Linked DNA regions of Sus scrofa: region 1 is linked to region 2. A link is a contact called in public HiChIP or PLAC-seq data. All regions are on one chromosome and are shown on one strand. Each heading gives the region's core, a stretch centred on a gene start, on an enhancer-like site or on the middle of the called end of the contact. The rest is flanking DNA. Distances are from core to core; before and after follow the strand shown.

Evidence for each region. HiChIP or PLAC-seq counts read pairs in DNA pulled down with a chosen protein or histone mark.
Region 1: an H3K27ac HiChIP or PLAC-seq map of skeletal muscle shows a contact between it and region 2, with 4 times the contacts expected there. The contact joins the promoter of RPGRIP1L here to the promoter of IRX3 in region 2. A contact is called at or near these places in 1 of 47 Hi-C or Micro-C datasets (embryonic fibroblasts) and 1 of 2 datasets of contacts at active chromatin or transcription factors (skeletal muscle).

The regions. Positions count from the first base shown.
Region 1 is chr6:31,563,385-31,566,250 of Sscrofa11.1, reverse strand. It overlaps RPGRIP1L (protein fantom), which reads right to left and starts at 1,314. Exons shown (of 25, transcript XM_021097100.1): 1 at 1,209-1,314. It overlaps FTO (fat mass and obesity associated), which reads left to right and starts at 1,577. Exons shown (of 9, transcript NM_001112692.1): 1 at 1,577-1,635. The coding sequence starts at 1,591.
Region 2 is chr6:31,043,641-31,046,483 of Sscrofa11.1, reverse strand. IRX3 (iroquois-class homeodomain protein IRX-3) reads right to left here and starts at 1,562. Exons shown (of 4, transcript XM_003126981.4): 1 at 1-1,562. The coding sequence starts at 139. It overlaps LOC110261350, which reads left to right and starts at 138. Exons shown (of 6, transcript XM_021097536.1): 1 at 138-152; 2 at 226-340. The coding sequence starts at 138.

The DNA.
Region 1 (2,866 bases), core at 65-2,564, 520 kb before region 2:
ATGATGGTGTTAACATTTATTGAATTCTCGCTAAAATGTGCTAGGCACTCTCCTAAGTGCTCTGCTTGTGTAAATTAATGAAATATCTCACAATAGGCTTGTGAGGTTGTTACTTACGTTTGCTACTAATGAAGAAACTGAGACAAGGCTTAGGTACTTTGCCCAAGTTCACACATATTCCAAGTAGCTGTCTGGTCCTATTTTTGGTTGTCACAACTGGGAAGGTGGGGGGCACCAGTGATACTGGTATCTAGTGGTCAAGAGATGATGTTAAACATTGAACCACAACAAAGAACTATGTGGCCTCAAATGTTAATAGAGCCAAGGTTGAGAAACCCTGCACGGGGCTGCAATGTCTCTCCAATATCTTTTCAGGCAATCCCTCCTGGCTCATTATGCACCACTCACACTATTCTCTAGGTTCTTTGAATTCACAGTATCCTTGTCTTGCCCAAGGCCTTTGCATGAGGTGGCTCCTCATTCTTTGGTGTCCAGCTCAAATATCACTTCCTCAGAGAGGCCTTCCCTGATCTTCCTATGTTAGAGTACCCTTCCTTCCAAGTTCAGCACCATTTGTTTCTTGTATAGCAATCAGCTCGATATGAAATAATCTTATTTACTAGTTCGTTACTATTTCATCTTCACTAATAAAGTATAAGCGTCTTAAGACCCGCATCAGTCCTGTTCATAGCTGGTCGGAACAGTGCCTAGCACAGAGTGGGCACCTACATTGTTTTATGGAATGAATAATTGAATACCTGCCACTAAGACTAAAATGGTAAACAAAGACTCCCACCTTGATAGATTATGGGGTAATCACGATAAACAAATAATTGTAAATAACTGAGCAAACAAAATGTCACTCAAGAGGCTTATTAGGGTTTCCCAACGAACTCCTAACCCAGGACAAATAAGCATACTGTTTCTGGGACCTACTTAAAGAAGGACCTAGCTAGTCATGGCAATTAGCATTAGCTCTCGAGAGCTAGGTTTCAGGGCTAGGATAGAAAATTTCAAACCGGTGCGGGGCGTGGGAATAATATAGGCTGCCTGTGATTCAGGCCTGAGGAAGTGGTGTCTCGGGCCGGGCTGCTCTTCACGCGAGCAGAACTCCAGGGTCTTCTCCAGATGGTAGAGCAGACCCCAGGACCGTGGCCCGTGCTGCAGATCTGCCCCCTTCCTCCCCTGTGCTCCCCCAGAATACTCACCGCCACTCTCTCTCAGCCGCTAGTTACCGTTGCTATAGCGCCGACGGCAAGTGGGGCGGCTGGCCGAGAGGAGCACGGGAAAAAACATGGCAGGCTCCGTTGACTCCTGGGAAATGTAGTTCTCCTCGGGCCGTGGCCCTCCTGCTCGCTGCGCTGCGGACTACGATCACCCAGCTGTTGGACCTGGGAAATTCTCTTGCTCCAAACCCCGAGGCTAATTCCGGCGTAGCCGTGGTGCGCTCTGGGAGTGGTAGTTCTCGCGGCTCCGAGAGCGAATGGCGCCAGGCGGGAGCAAGATCCCGAGAGAACTACACAGAGGAGGCGGGGTCCAGGGCGCGGAATCTACGCGGCTAGCAGTGGCGAAGGAGGCTATAGCAGCAGCATGAAGCGAACCCCAACCGCCGAGGAACGAGAGCGCGAAGCTAAGGTATCTTGGGCTCCTCAGAGTCTGGGATCTTTCATGCACTTGTAATGGGGGCTGGGAACCCGAAGGACTTGGTTGGATGGCGAGCGCACCCACGATCTTAAGCCAAGGGATGACAAGGCCTTGTTAGCAAGGGAACCAGAGACTTTGGGGGTTGTAAATTCGTGCTGTTTGCAGGCCTAGTCCCGTTGGATCAGCTCACATGAGAATCTAGACACCCCTTTCCTTGTCCTGCTTCTGCATCTAATTCCTTGATTAAATTTGTAGCTACTCTTGTGCCTCAGTTTACCGGACTCGAATATGCCTGTGATCGTAACAGTTGTGCTTCCTCTTCGGTAATGATTTCTGAGGACTGGGGTAGATGTAGGTGAAATATCTGTGTATTCAGCTGTGCTGTTTTCAAACAGTGTATGTTCTGTGTCTTCATCACAGCGGATAGGATCTTTAACTACACTCCTATTTTCTCCTTTTGGGGTTCATCCTGTAACAGTTGCTTGTTCCATGGGATGACAGTAGTCACAGTAATAGAATTTTTTAAAAATCATTTATTAGTGTCAGGCTCTGCGTTTTCATAATATTTGTATTATTTCATATTTTTTTATCACAGCAGATTGCAAGATAGATATTATACAGATGGAGTAACATCAATTCTGTTTTACAGAAGAAGACTTAAGCCTCAGAAGAACTGTTTCCCTCATTCCCCAAATCAAGTCGTGATTTGTCTAAATACATTGGTTCACTTTTTTCCATCTTTACCACCTTGGACCAAGCTACAATTACCTCTTCCATGGACTGTTCCAGTCGTCTCTTGGTCCATATTCACCTTACGCCTTGCTTCCTTTCTGTTGCTCTTCCCACACAACCAGTCTCTTCTCCACACTGCAGTGTGTGAGCTTTTCAAAATGCAAATCTAATCATGACTCTTTCCTTCCTAACTCCTCTGCCAGCCACCTGTTTAAAAATCTTTCATGGCTTTCCTTGCTCTTGGGATAAAGACAAAACTTCACATGGCCCACAGTGTTTTGCATGGTGTAGAACCTACCTGCATCATCCACAACCTCAAGGGATGTGACACCCTCCCTGCTCTCTGCCCATCAGCCACTTTGGCCTTCTTAGAAGTTTCTCTTTCCTGTGCTTTATTTGGTTACAGGGTCTTTACACATGCTGTTTGTTGCTCACTCTGTATTAGGTAGTTATTGGAAGTGAGAAGCATTGGTAAGTGAAGCAGACACCG
Region 2 (2,843 bases), core at 313-2,812:
ACCCCGAGGCGGCCAGCTCTGAGGTTCCGGCTCCCGGGCCGCCCCGGGCCCCGGCGCTCCCACCGCCGGCGGCGGCCCCGGGGCGCTCGGGCGGGTAGATCGGGCGGATGTACTGGTATCCGAGCTGGGGGAAGGACATGGTGGCCCGCGGGGCACGGACGGAGAGGGGGCCAGGCCCCCCGGGCCGCCCAGCTCAGCGCCGCCCGCGGGCTCGGCGCTCATCAGGGGCTGAGCCGGGCTGGGGCCGCGCTGCCTCCCGCGCTGCGCTGCACTCCGCGTTCGCCTATTGATCTGCTCGGCGGCAGCGGCGGCGGCGGCGGCGGCGGCGGCAAGGAGCCAGGTCAGGTCCGAACAGATTGGCGGAGATTCCCGGGGCTCCGGGCTCTGATTGACATTTCTACGGGCCCGCAAGCCCCTCCTCTCTGCGCCGCGCTCCCTCCTCTCGGCAGCCGGAGCTGCCTCTGCCCGCGCCTCGCTCCTCACTGCCCTCCTCTCCCTGAGCAGTGTCGCTCCGAGCTTCCTTCGCCCTCCTCTAGTTTTCACTCCCCCTCCTCGCCCTTCCTCTCCCCTCCCCTCCCTCTCAGCGCTCCTCTTTCCCCCAGGACCGCTTCCGCTCCTTCGGGCTCTTTCGCGCTCCTGGACACTACAAAACTCTTCTTTCTCCTTCTCTTTCCTTTTCTTACTATTCCCTTTTCTCCCCTTTCTCTTCTCTTCACTCCATTTCTTCTTTTGAAAATCTATTTCTCTATACTCACACTACACGCCCCGCACCCCTGTCCCTTGCCTCTGCGCCCTGAGCTAAGGCAGCCTAAAGTTGCGGACACTTTGGGCGCCTGCCGTGCGGGGTGTGCGTGTCTGTATCTGTGTCCGTGTGTCCGTCTCCGCCCTTCCCCCCTCCCTCGCCCTTCCCCAAATCTCGGGTCTGACGTTGCGCCCTCTTATTCGACTTTTCCTTGCGTCTCCTTCGCGAGTCTCCAATCGCTTGGGCGGCCTGCAGGCTAGGCCGCCCACCCCCGCGGATACTGCGCGCAGGGCGGGGCCGGGCGGGGCGGGAAGGGACTCTCAGAGTCCCTTCCCGCCCCCTCTGGCCTGCGGCGGGAGGGGGAGCGAGAGGCGCGGGGACGGGGTTAGAACAGGGTCAGCTCGCCCCTCCAGCTTCCCGCCTCTCGGTACCTTTCCGTCGGCTCCAGCGCGCGGGGCCTGGGTCGGGTCCAGACCAGGTCTCGGGCAGGCGCTGGGGTTTTACTCTGCCCGGGCCCCCTTTCCAGCTCGCACCTCTTGACTCCGGGCTACTCTCAGAGGCGTAGGGTGGGAGCTTGCCGAGTGCGCGGGCGGGGTGCGTTCTAGTCCAGTCTTCAAGGACCATCTCACTGCCCAGGGAGGCGAAGCAGCCCCCTACTCCAGAGGACCAAACCTTGAAATTAACCACGTTAACGCCGCACGGCTGTCAGGGTGCGAATCTCTCATTAGAAATGGCGGATTCCCGGCGCGGGTGTGGGCGCCGCAGGGTGGACTCCCCGGGGATCTGGGGAGCGACGTCAGGACAGTGGAGCCTACGGGCGCCCAAAGCTGGGGTGGGTGGGGTGGGGGCGGAGCAGGGAGCTGGGTGGCTGAGGCCCCAGGAACTTTTGGAGAGCGCTTGGAGAACTTTGTATATTGGAATTTTCGGTCCGTAGAGATTCTTCGTTTCGACACTACCCCTTCTTCTGCTCCCCGGTCTCCAGACCGACCTGTTTTCTTGCGGCGAGGATCCTCCCACCCGCTTGGGTGGGGATGGGAGGCAAGCCTTGTAGTTTTACAGTGGGATATTCCCTACATCAAACCTGAAATCCCCGTATCCGGGCGCCCACCTTCACGGCTTGGGGAGTGCGGGATTGAAATTCCCGGTATTGCCGCGGCTCCGGGCTAAACGCTTTAGGCCGCCACGGCGACCGACGACGCAGAGGCCAGGCCTGCAGCGGGAACGCTCCGGGAACAACACCGGGGCGTAGACTGCCTAGGAGTTGCCAGCCCCGGCTAAGAGGCGGAAACTGGCCCGCTGAGCGCTGATTGATAGAGGAATCGAAGCCGAATTCCACCAGAGTGGAGGGCTTGGAAAGCCTTGTTCCTGACTTATCTCCGGTCTCAGCAGCTCTGGGGAGCTGCGTTCCGGAATGAACTCCCACTGGCACCCAGTTTTGACCCCCACCCCACCCCTGCCTCTCTCCACCATTCTTCCCTCGAGCCCATGACTCCAGGAGGTTTGAGAGTCGGAGAAAATTGGGGAGAACACAAATTTGGGGGCAGCTAGGATTGGGGTTCGATTGGGGAAACTAAGCGGTGGCCTTCTCGAATTGGGTCAAGCTGTTTCTCTTATTCCCTCCCCACCTGCTTCTTCTTGGTGCTGGACGTTGGCCTTAGCTGGAGTCTCACCAGAAGGGCAGATATCAGGGGAAAGCTCTGGGTTTGAAATATTTCCCCAGGTGTCTGATTTCGTTTGCAGTGAAAAAGCATACAGAATCATGGGCTCACCTTCTCGAGAAAAATCTCAGGATTACAAAGTTGAAGGTAACGTTATTTCCTGGAGCGTTTCCTAGACGTCAGTCCCAGAGCCTCCACCGCCCTGAAATACTAGAGTTTGCACCAACTGCGGCACCTGACCGGGGTGGGGCTAAGAGGGAGACTCCGAGGTGGGGAAACTGAGGCTGCACTGGGCCACTATTTAACTCAGCTTTTCCAGAAGTAAAAGAGAGAACAATGAACCCTGCAGAGGCTTCTTCCATCTGCATTAACCAGCTATCGACCTGGCTTCGCTGGACTGTGGGAAGGCGGGAAAGAGGCCAGGAAAGGGGCGAGGCTGTTCT